Linked DNA regions of Mus musculus: region 2 is linked to region 1. The links are chromatin contacts, called in public Hi-C maps. All regions are on one chromosome and are shown on one strand. Each heading gives the region's core, a stretch centred on a gene start, on an enhancer-like site or on the middle of the called end of the contact. The rest is flanking DNA. Distances are from core to core; before and after follow the strand shown.

The links. Hi-C and Micro-C count contacts between places; a contact is called where the count stands out from the background.
Region 2: a contact with region 1 is called in a Hi-C map of cortical neurons, with 2.1 times the contacts expected there. The contact joins two enhancer-like sites. A contact is called at or near these places in 1 of 15 datasets of contacts at CTCF or cohesin (the NIH/3T3 cell line), 3 of 484 Hi-C or Micro-C datasets (the MC38 cell line, bone marrow-derived macrophages and cortical neurons), 5 of 115 datasets of contacts at active chromatin or transcription factors (bone marrow-derived macrophages and embryonic stem cells) and 2 of 9 other capture datasets (adipose tissue and pancreatic islet).

Annotation. Positions count from the first base shown.
Region 1 is chr8:84,331,683-84,336,468 of GRCm38.p6, reverse strand. No RefSeq gene overlaps it. Among named protein-coding and RNA genes, the nearest start is that of Gm23626, 47 kb to the left of the region's middle. Within about 2 kb of position 1,953, at least 18 of the 459 cell types and tissues checked have an H3K27ac peak or open chromatin away from gene starts, as enhancers often do. A contact at or near this core is called in cortical neurons, where this site is marked.
Region 2 is chr8:84,492,222-84,497,007 of GRCm38.p6, reverse strand. All of the region lies in intron 3 of Cacna1a (calcium channel, voltage-dependent, P/Q type, alpha 1A subunit), which reads right to left. Among named protein-coding and RNA genes, the nearest start is that of Cacna1a, 79 kb to the right of the region's middle. Within about 2 kb of position 2,122, at least 25 of the 459 cell types and tissues checked have an H3K27ac peak or open chromatin away from gene starts, as enhancers often do. A contact at or near this core is called in cortical neurons, where this site is marked.

The DNA.
Region 1 (4,786 bases), core at 704-3,203:
ATCCTGAGTCAGCTCTCTTCTAACTCATGCGGTCTTTTAGGGTGAACAATTACTCCCAGTTATCCCCTCCTTCCTGTTCACAGAGCCCTGCTGCAGTTCAGTGGGGCAGCACGTGTTTCCCAGCCGTCTGCCTTGGATGTGGCCATATGACTTGCTTTAGTTGGTGGCACATGAGCAGCCTGAGCCGTGGATATGGCCTGTCCTCTTGTCCTACCCTGAGAACAAGCATCCCCAAAGAAAACAAAAGGCACCTGTAGTCACCCACCTGGCTCCACCCCAACCGGATATATGCCAAGCAACCCACACAGTCTCACTGTGAAGCCTCGGATAGAGGAGAACTGGTGATCCCCCTGCCTCTGTCTCCTGGGTGCAGGGGTGACCTGGGTGTGTGACCATGCCCAGTTGAAGCCACTGATCGTGGAGCGTGGGTGTGATGGCTCATTTCAGTCAGGTGTCAGCCTGATTGGGCTGAGATTCCTGTCCAGTTGGCTAGACTTGGTTGCTAGGTGTGTCTGCGAAGGGGGTTTCAGAAATGCAGCATGTCTCAGGGGGATATTGAGTTCCAAGGGCTTGTGTAGGTCTTTCAAGGTATCATGGGACACCACTGCCCTGAAGATTGCAGAGTTTCATTCACTCAGAGAACATTTGAAGGTCGTGCCTAGATGTAAGATTCATGACCAATAGACCCATCGGTGTCACTGCTGCCACCATTCTGTCACCATCACAACCATCATCATCACCACAATCACCAATACCATTATCACTAACCCCACCATCACCACCACCATGACAATCACCATTACTGTAGTACTCACCACCATGACCTTCATCTCACTATGGCCAACATCACCACATCACCATCATGGTGATCCTCATTATCACTGTCCTCACCATTTTCTCCAGAGCAACAGGAATAGTTACAGGCCTAGATCCAGAAAACCAGCATTGGATTCTTTGCTCCTACACTTAAATCCGCTCTGTGCCTTTCAGGAACCCACTTAAGCTCTCCATGCCTCAACTTCACAGTCAGCAGTATGTACATGATAATGTTCAAATTTCCATTCCAGGCTTATGAAAAAGCAACACATGTGTGCCTGGTGTGTAATGCCGCTGCACATGTGTGCCTGGTGTGTGATGAGGCTGTACAGCCTGAGCCCGTGCCGGCACCACTCTCCCTAAGAGTCCATAGAAAGCAGACAGCATGCAAAACTGTGACAGGCCTTCGAAGCACTTAGGAAATCTATTAACAACAAACACAGTGTTAGCTAAATGACGTAATGGCCACTGGAGGGACAGGCTACAAAATTTAAAAGAACAATGAGAAGTTTCCAAAAATGCACAGAAGGAGAGGAAGAGGTGTGGCCCCGGCAAAAGGATACATAAAGCTCTCTTAGAGGCACCACAACTACAGGAGGCTTAGCAAGCACCTGAGGTCTGCCCACATTCTCTCTTTGTCTATGAGAGACTCCTGTTGGATGATCTAATTGTCAGTCAGGGAACAAACAGCAGAGCCTGATGCTGTTCTCTGGATTCAGCCTTCCAGGAACCAAGTAAGGGCAAGACACCAGCTCAAGGGAACAGGCAACGTTTTCCTCCTCGGGGCCCTACAGATGCAAGTCGGGCCTTCTTACTAGCCTGCTATGGGCTCATCTCATTTTACTCCCTTCTTGCTACCAAAGAATACAGACATAAGAAAGAAAACAGATTCCCCAGAGAACCCTGTGTCACAGTTCTCCAAGAAAAACCTCTCCTCAACTGTACATCCCCACCCCTGGCAACAGCATCCTGAGCTCCACCAGGGAGAGGGGAGCACTTATGTTGCTTGTGGTCTCTGGGGCGTGGAGTGGGCAGCAGAGAGTGCTCGCTCCGAGTGTGACAGCCCAAGCTGCACACACAGGCCCTGGCTGGGAGCCATGCCAGCTGGCATCCATCGCCCAGAGAACACCTCTGCCATTTATCCAGCAAGCAAATTACTACTTACATGTTCTGGGCAAAGTCCAATCACATGGCAACTGTGCGGATGAGGGAAATCAAAACAAAGGCAGGTGAAACAGGACAAAGTGGCACACACCTGCAGTCCCAGCACTCAGGAGTCTGAGACAAGAGGATTGCTGTGAGTTTGAAGCCAGCCTGGGCTACAGAGTGAGTTCTAGTCCAGCCTCAGAAACCCTGTATCAAATAAAAACAAGTAAATAGATAACCAAATTATCTTTGTTAGGGTTTCCACTGCTATGAAGAGACACCATGACCAAGGCAACTCTTATAAAGGACAATATTTAACTGGGACTGGCTTACAGTTTCAGAGGTTCAGTCCATTGTCATCATGGTGGGAAGCATGGCAGCATGCAGGCAGACATGGTCCTGGAGGAGCCCAGAGCTCTACATCTTGATCTGAAGGCAGACAGGAGGAGGGCCTCTTCCGTGCTGGGCAGAACTTGAATGCTAGGAAACCTCAAGGCCTGGTTATACAGTGACATACTTCCTCCAACAAGGCCACACCTGCTAATGGTGCCTCTTCCCGTGGGCCAAGCATATTCAAGCCACCACATAAATTCTTTGAAGACGGTGGAACTGTTCCCTTTAATCGAGAAGCAAATACAATCTTCACCCTCTTGGCATGCAGTGGGACTCAGGATGCTTCCTCTCACTTCATCCTTTTTCCCCTCTAGCAAATCATTTTAATACATATTAAAATAGAATTATACACTTTCCTCCATTCCTTTACTCCCTCCAACCCTCTCATTACCCCCTCTCAAATTAATAGCTTGTTTTTCTGTGATCACTATGTTACACAACATATATGCGTATGTCTGTGTGTATGTATGTACATGCAAATATATAAATACAACCTGAGGAGTCCATTCTGTTGTTTATACATGTGGTGTTAGGGCTGACTACTTTGTATTAGATAACCATAAAGAAGGCCATCCCTGGAAACGCTAATTCTCCCTCTGCCTGCAGTCACTAGTTGCTTATAGTTCCTCATCTACGGGTGGGACCCAGTGAAATTTTCCCCTTTCCACATTAGCAGGTTTGGAGGCTTGAATAAAAATGACCTCCATACAGTTATAGGGAGTGGCATTATTAGGAAGTATGGCCTTGCTGGAGTGGGTGTGGCCTTGTTGGAGAAAGTGTGTCTCTGTGGGGGTGGACTTTGAGTTTCAGATGCTCAAGCCAGGCCTGGTGTGACTCAGTCTCCTTCCAGCTGCCTGAGGATCCAAATATAGAACTCTCAACTCCTTCTTCAGCACCATGCCTGACCTGGCCTGCCATGATGATAATGGACTGAACCTCTGAAACTGTAAGCCAACCCCAATTAAATGTTTTCTTTATAAGAGCTGTCATGGTCATTGTGTCTCCTCACAACAATAAAATCCTAACTAAGGCAGCAGGTCTGTTAATATTGCCTGAACCGTCACACATGGCCAGGCCAGAGATCTCTGTAGAAAGCCTCCAGTACACAGGCTCACATGTGTTCACTGGGGCTGGGCTTTCTACAATCTTTTAATCTCTGCATTGTGTCCAATTATGATTTCCATCTTGCTGTAAAGAAAAGATTTTTTTGATGGCAGGTGGCAGCTAACTTACCTGTGAACAACCATAAACTGTGTTTGAGAATAATGTTGCTAATTCTTAATCACTGTTTATAGCTCCATAAGAGTTTGGGGGAAGTGTTCTTAAAATAGGCTTAGTTGTACCAGAAGTGGTGGCACACACCTTTATCTCAACATTCTAGAGGCAGAGGCAGGAAGGTCATTATAAACTCAAGGCTAGCCAACCCAATAAGACTATCTCAAAATTTTTTCTTAAAGAGATCAGTTCAGACCTGGGGGGTGGCTCAGTCTATAATGCAATCATGAGAACCTGAGTTTAAAACGCACTTGTCATCCCAGAGTTTGGGAGGCAAAGGCATGTAGATACTGGGAGCTCACTGGCCAGCCAGCAAAAACTACTTGCTAAGCTCTAGGGCAGTAAGAAACCCTGCCAACAACAACACAAAAAGGTGGATGGCTCCTGAGAAAGAACATTTGAGGTTGTCCTTTATCATATAGGCTCACATGCATGCACACACACATATATATATATATATATACACACACATACACAGGGAGAGAGAGATAAATATGCACACACATCAGATGAAATTAATCTTCTTCACTTGTTTTACATGCATCTTATAAAAGGAGTCTTTTTTTTTAGATTTATTTATTATTATATCTAAGTACACTGTAGCTGTCTTCAGACACACCAGAAGAGGGCATCAAATCTCATTACAGATGGTTGTGAGCCACCATGTGATTGCTGGGATTTGAACTCAGGACCTTCAGAAGAGCAGTTAGTGCCCTTTACCGCTGAGCCATCTCTCCAGCCCATAAAAGGAATCTTAAACTGTAGATATTCCCACAGAAACTTTAGAAAAGTGTGCCTGCCTAGCTTGCACACAGCCCTAGGGGCATTCCATAGAAACACACACATACAAAAGGAAGAAGAAACCATACCCAACTTGTTGGCATTCAGAGAAACTGAAACAAACAAGAAATCTGAGTAACTAGATACTGAGGATAAATGTGAAACAGATTAGGAAGTCATGAAACTATGTCTGTCTTAGTCTGTTTTGTTCATCTTAGTTACTATCCAATTCCTGCAAGGAGACACTGTGACCATGGCAACTTCTAAAATAAAGCATTTAATTGGGAGCTTGCTTACAATTTCCAAGGTCCATTTCCATATGGTAGGAAGCATGGCAGCAGATGTGGCATTGGAACAGTAACTGAGAGCTTATATC
Region 2 (4,786 bases), core at 873-3,372, 160 kb before region 1:
ACCATATCTGCATCTATATCAAAGAAGCATGATGCATACATTCCCTGTCATGAGCTTGCCAGCACAGTCAAGCAAACTCATAATTTATTTTAGAGACCAGATGCTGGTTGGCTCACGCTTTTAATCCCCTGCACTCGGGAGGCAGAGGCAGTTGGATCTCTGAGTTCAAGGCTAGCCTGGTCTACAGAGTGAGCTCCAGGACAGCCAGGGCTACACAGAGGAATTAGAAAAACAACAACAACAAAAATTTAGAACCGTGTGTGTGCACAGTAGGTGACCTAAAAATGCTGTTAGCAACTATAGATTTGCTTCTCTCTCCTCCCTCCCTTCCTCCCTCCTTCCTTCCTTCCTTCCTTCCTTCCTTCCTTCCTTCCTTCCTTCCTTCCTTCCTTCCTTCCTTCTTTCCCCCTCCTTTCCCCTTCCTTTCTTCCTTCTTCATTTAAAAAATATGATTAGATGTGATTGGTTTTCCAATCTCACTGCATAGCCTAGGCTGGCCTCAAATCCTCTTGCCTTAGCCTCCCAGGCACTGAATCCAGAGCCTGTTTGTTCCCTGACTTCAACCTCTTAAGATAGCACAAGTGATAGGTGAACCGAGTTTCTTTCACAGCCCAGTCTACACAATCTGTGTTACTCCCAGCCCTTTGCTGAAACCCCTGATAAATACAGTTGAAGGAATGAGCATGTGAACACGAGCAAGGGAAGACACGGGATGGGAGCTGAGGTGCGGCCTTCCAGACGCCTTAAGCCTTGAGTCCTGCTCCCAGGAGTCCTCCTCTGGGGTCAGAGTGTCTTTGTCAACAGTGTGGCTGTTGACTGTGCCACTGTGGCACGTGCTGCCTTGCAGCTGACCGATGGGAACTGATCTGCCCAGTGAGGTCTTTGTGCAGACTAACTGCTTTCTAGTTAGCCTCCCTCTTCTCTCTAAAAGACGACTTTTTGTTTGTTTGTTTGTTTGTTTGTCTTTTTTTTGTTTTTTGTTTTTTTGAAACAGTGCAGTCCTGGCTGTCCTGGAACTCACACTGTAGACCAGGCTGGCCTCGAATTTAGAAATCCATGTGCCTCTGCCTCCTAAGTGCTGGGATTACAGGCATACGCCACCACTCCCGGCTTAAAAGACGACTTTTACTTTTCAATTATGTATGTGGGTTTATGCACCTAAGTAAAGTTTCCCAAGGACACCAGAAACGGGTGTTTGATTGCCTGGAGCTGGGGTCCTAGGACTTCTGTGGGTGCTGGGATCTGAATCTCTGGAAGACTAGCAAGTGCTCTTAACCACTGACCAACTCTTTGGGCCCGTTGTGGTGTGTGTGTGTGTGTGTGTGTGTGTGTGTGTGTGTGTGTGTGTGTGTGTGTGTATGTGTGTGTGTGTGTGAGTGTGTGTGTGTGTGTGTGTGTGTATGTGTGTCTGTGTGTGTGAGTGTGTGTGTGAGTGTGTGTGTGTGTGTGTGTGTGTGTGTGTGTGTTCTGGCTGTGTGGGTGCCAAAGTGCAGGTATTAGGTCAAAGATCAACCTCTGGTGTTGGTTCTCCCTCCCACCTTGTTTGACGCAGGGTCTCTGATTCCCCACTTCCCCATACCAGGCCAGCTGGCCTGTGAGCTTCCGGGAGGCGCCCTGTCTCTAAGTCCTATTTTGCCACAGAAGCACTGGGATTACAGCGGTGTGTGTCATGTCTTGGACATGGGTTCTAGGGACCCAAACTCAGGTCATCATGTTAGCCATCTCTCCAGCCCCTGACTTGTGGTTGTTACCCTAAAAATTACAACGTTCTTCCCAAATTCACTCATGGATTTAGAAGACACAGTTGGTTCTCCAAACAAAGAGTCAGGGGTCCAAGAAGTACCACCGCATCCCAGGGAAGCAATGAAGGCTGCTCCCACAAGGTGTCCTTGAGGGGGTGGAAGGATGCCTGTGAGCCTCGGCTGAGTGGTGGGAAGGGTGCACACACAGGTGGGAGGAGGGTGGAGGGAGGAGGGAGGAGTTGGATCGTGATCTTTATGAAAATGTATTTTTGTAACTCTAGGTTGAAAATAGATACACCAACTTCACACTGACTGTTCCAGCCCCGTGACGTGTTCCTGCTAGCTGGGGCTTTTCCATCCGGCACATCTCCATGGCAACGGGCCACATCTCATTCATGTTGCCATCTCCCAGGTTACCTTGCTGGGCTCATTCATGACTATTGCCATGGAGACTGGTTCATTGATACAATCTTGAGGCTTGGGAACTTGGCTTTCCTGAATGATGGGATTAAATTATGGTAAGAAGTGATGGTTGGTGGTGGTAAGAGGGTTCTGGGCTGAGATTTGGGGAGCTAAAGACTAACCCTTCGAGAGGAAGAGGACCTGGTGGAGGGACACTGGCAGGTCAATAGCCACTAGTCAAGATTTTTTTCTTCTTTGAGACAGGGCCTTACTATGTAGTTCTGGCCTGGAACTCACATAGATACCCATCTCCCAAGAGCTGGGATTACCACTGCATCCCACCACCTTGCCAGGGCAATCAGTCTGTCTTAACATCTGAGAAAGGTGTCCTTCAACCAGCACGAGTTGCCTAGACTCATGGCTGTTCCTGATGTCTGTGTCTCTGGTGGCTGGTACAATGCTCAGCACAGGACAAGTTTACCAGTAACTATTCAGTATGTTAAACCTGTCCTACAGGTATAAAGCACAGACACATCAGAACGTAATCTACTGACACACCCTGATCCACTCCGCACCAAAAGAACCTCCTTTCCCGTCTCTACTTGCTGAGCAAACTCTCACCGGCACTTAAACCTTCTTCTTTACTCTGGTGTTTTTGTGTGTTCCATAAAACTCACGGGTTGAGAACTTGGTCCCCAAATGTGTTTGTTCATGGCCTTTGAGAGTAATTAGGGATAGATGATATCCTGGTGTTCAGGCCCCCAATGAAGGTGTTACAGGAAAAGGAAGAGGGACTGGAACGGGCAGGATGAGTCTGGGTCACTATGGGTCTTCTGCCATGTTCAGATGTGGCAAGAAACCATTGTCATTGCCAGCAGCATGATCTGAGACTCTGACGTCTCCAGAAAGAGGAGTTTGGTAAACCTCCACTTTTTATAAGTGACCTGTCCTCAGGTATTTTCCTAAAATAGTGGAAGTCAGTATGTTTTCTAGTATACTAAATGTCTTTCTTGTTCACTGAGGTGTGACTCCTGTGAAGTCTTGGGTATGTAGTGCCTGCCTGTATTTATGCAGGGGGATTGTGAGTTTCAGGACAGCCTGTGCTACACAGTGAGTCCCTACCATAAAATGGACAAACTAACAAGAAAAAGCAGCCAAGAACTGGGGAGGTGGCTCCTTGGTAGAGTACTTGCCTCCTATGCACAAGGCTCTAGGTTTGCCCCTAGCCCCATTAAAACTGGATATGGAAGTATTCACCTATGATCCCAGAAAGAGGACAGGATCAAAGGTTGTCCCCAGCTACATTAGTGAGTTCAAGGCCAACGTGGGCTACATAGTGAATTCAAAGTCAGCGTAGGCTTCATGAGAACCTGTCTCCCCTCCAAGAAAAAGAAGAAAGCAAATGTGTGGATCCCATTTCTTCTGCAGTTAACAACCCATTTTACTCTCTCAGTCCTTGACAAAAACTTAAAATTAGACTCTGAGGGTTTTTCTGTGCATGTGTGTAGGTGGATGTGTGTGTGGGGTCAACCTTTGGTATGGTTCCAGAGAAGCAGGACATTCTGCTGTTTCTAAGGCAGGGCCTCTCAGCCTGGAGCTCGCCAATTCAGCTATACTGGCCAGCCCCTGAACTCCAGGGATCCACCTGTCACAACTTCCCCAACACTGGTGGTACATTCATGTGCCACCCACACCTTTCGTGGTCGTCATGGTCTTCTTCTTCTTCTCCTTCTCCTTCTCCTCCTCCTCCTCCTCCTCCTCCTCCTTCTCCTCCTCCTCCTCTCCTCCTCTCTTCTTCTTCTTCTTCTTCTTCTTCTTCTTCTTCTTCTTCTTCTTCTTCTTCTTCTTCTTCTTCTTCTTCTTCTTCTCCTCCTCCTCCTCCTCCTCCTCCTCCCCCCTCCTCCTTCTCCTCCTCTTCTTCTTCTCCTCCCCTCCTCCTCCTCCTCTCTTCTTCTTCTTCTTCTTCTTCTTCTTCTTCTTCTTCTTCTTCTTCTTCTTCTTCTTCTTCTCCTCCTCCTCCTCCTCCTCCTCCTCCTCCTCCTCCTCCTCCCCTCCTCCTCCTCCTCCTCTTCCTTCTCCTCTTCCTCCCTCTCCTTCCCCTTCTTCTCCCCCTTTCTCCCCTTCCTCTTCTAAAATATCGTTTGTTTATTTTGAGGCAGGATTTTACTCTGCCACTCCAGCTGGTCTTAAACTCCCTATGCAGACCAGGCTAGCCTCAAACTCACAAGAGATCTACCTGCCTTTGTCTTCTGAGTGCTGGGATCAAAAGTGTGCGCCACCACACTCAAGTTATTTTTTATGTGTATATATGTACTTGCATGAGTTTATAGGCACCACATGTATGCATTGTCCTTGTCCTTAGATCCCCTAGGAGTGGAATTATAGATGTTTGTGAGCCACCATATGGGTGGCTGGGAACTGAACCCATGTCCTCTGCAAGAACAGCAAATGTTCTTAACCCCCGAGCCAGCTCTTCAGCCCCATCTGGCTTCTGTGTGGTGCTGAAGGGCACTGAGATCCTCACTTGAGTGGCAGAGACTTGTGCCTGAGCCATCTCCAGCTTCTCTTTCTCTACAGCTTCTTTTTTTGTGAGTGACAGAAGATCTATTTGTACAAGAATACACAGAGTCATCTTCACCAAA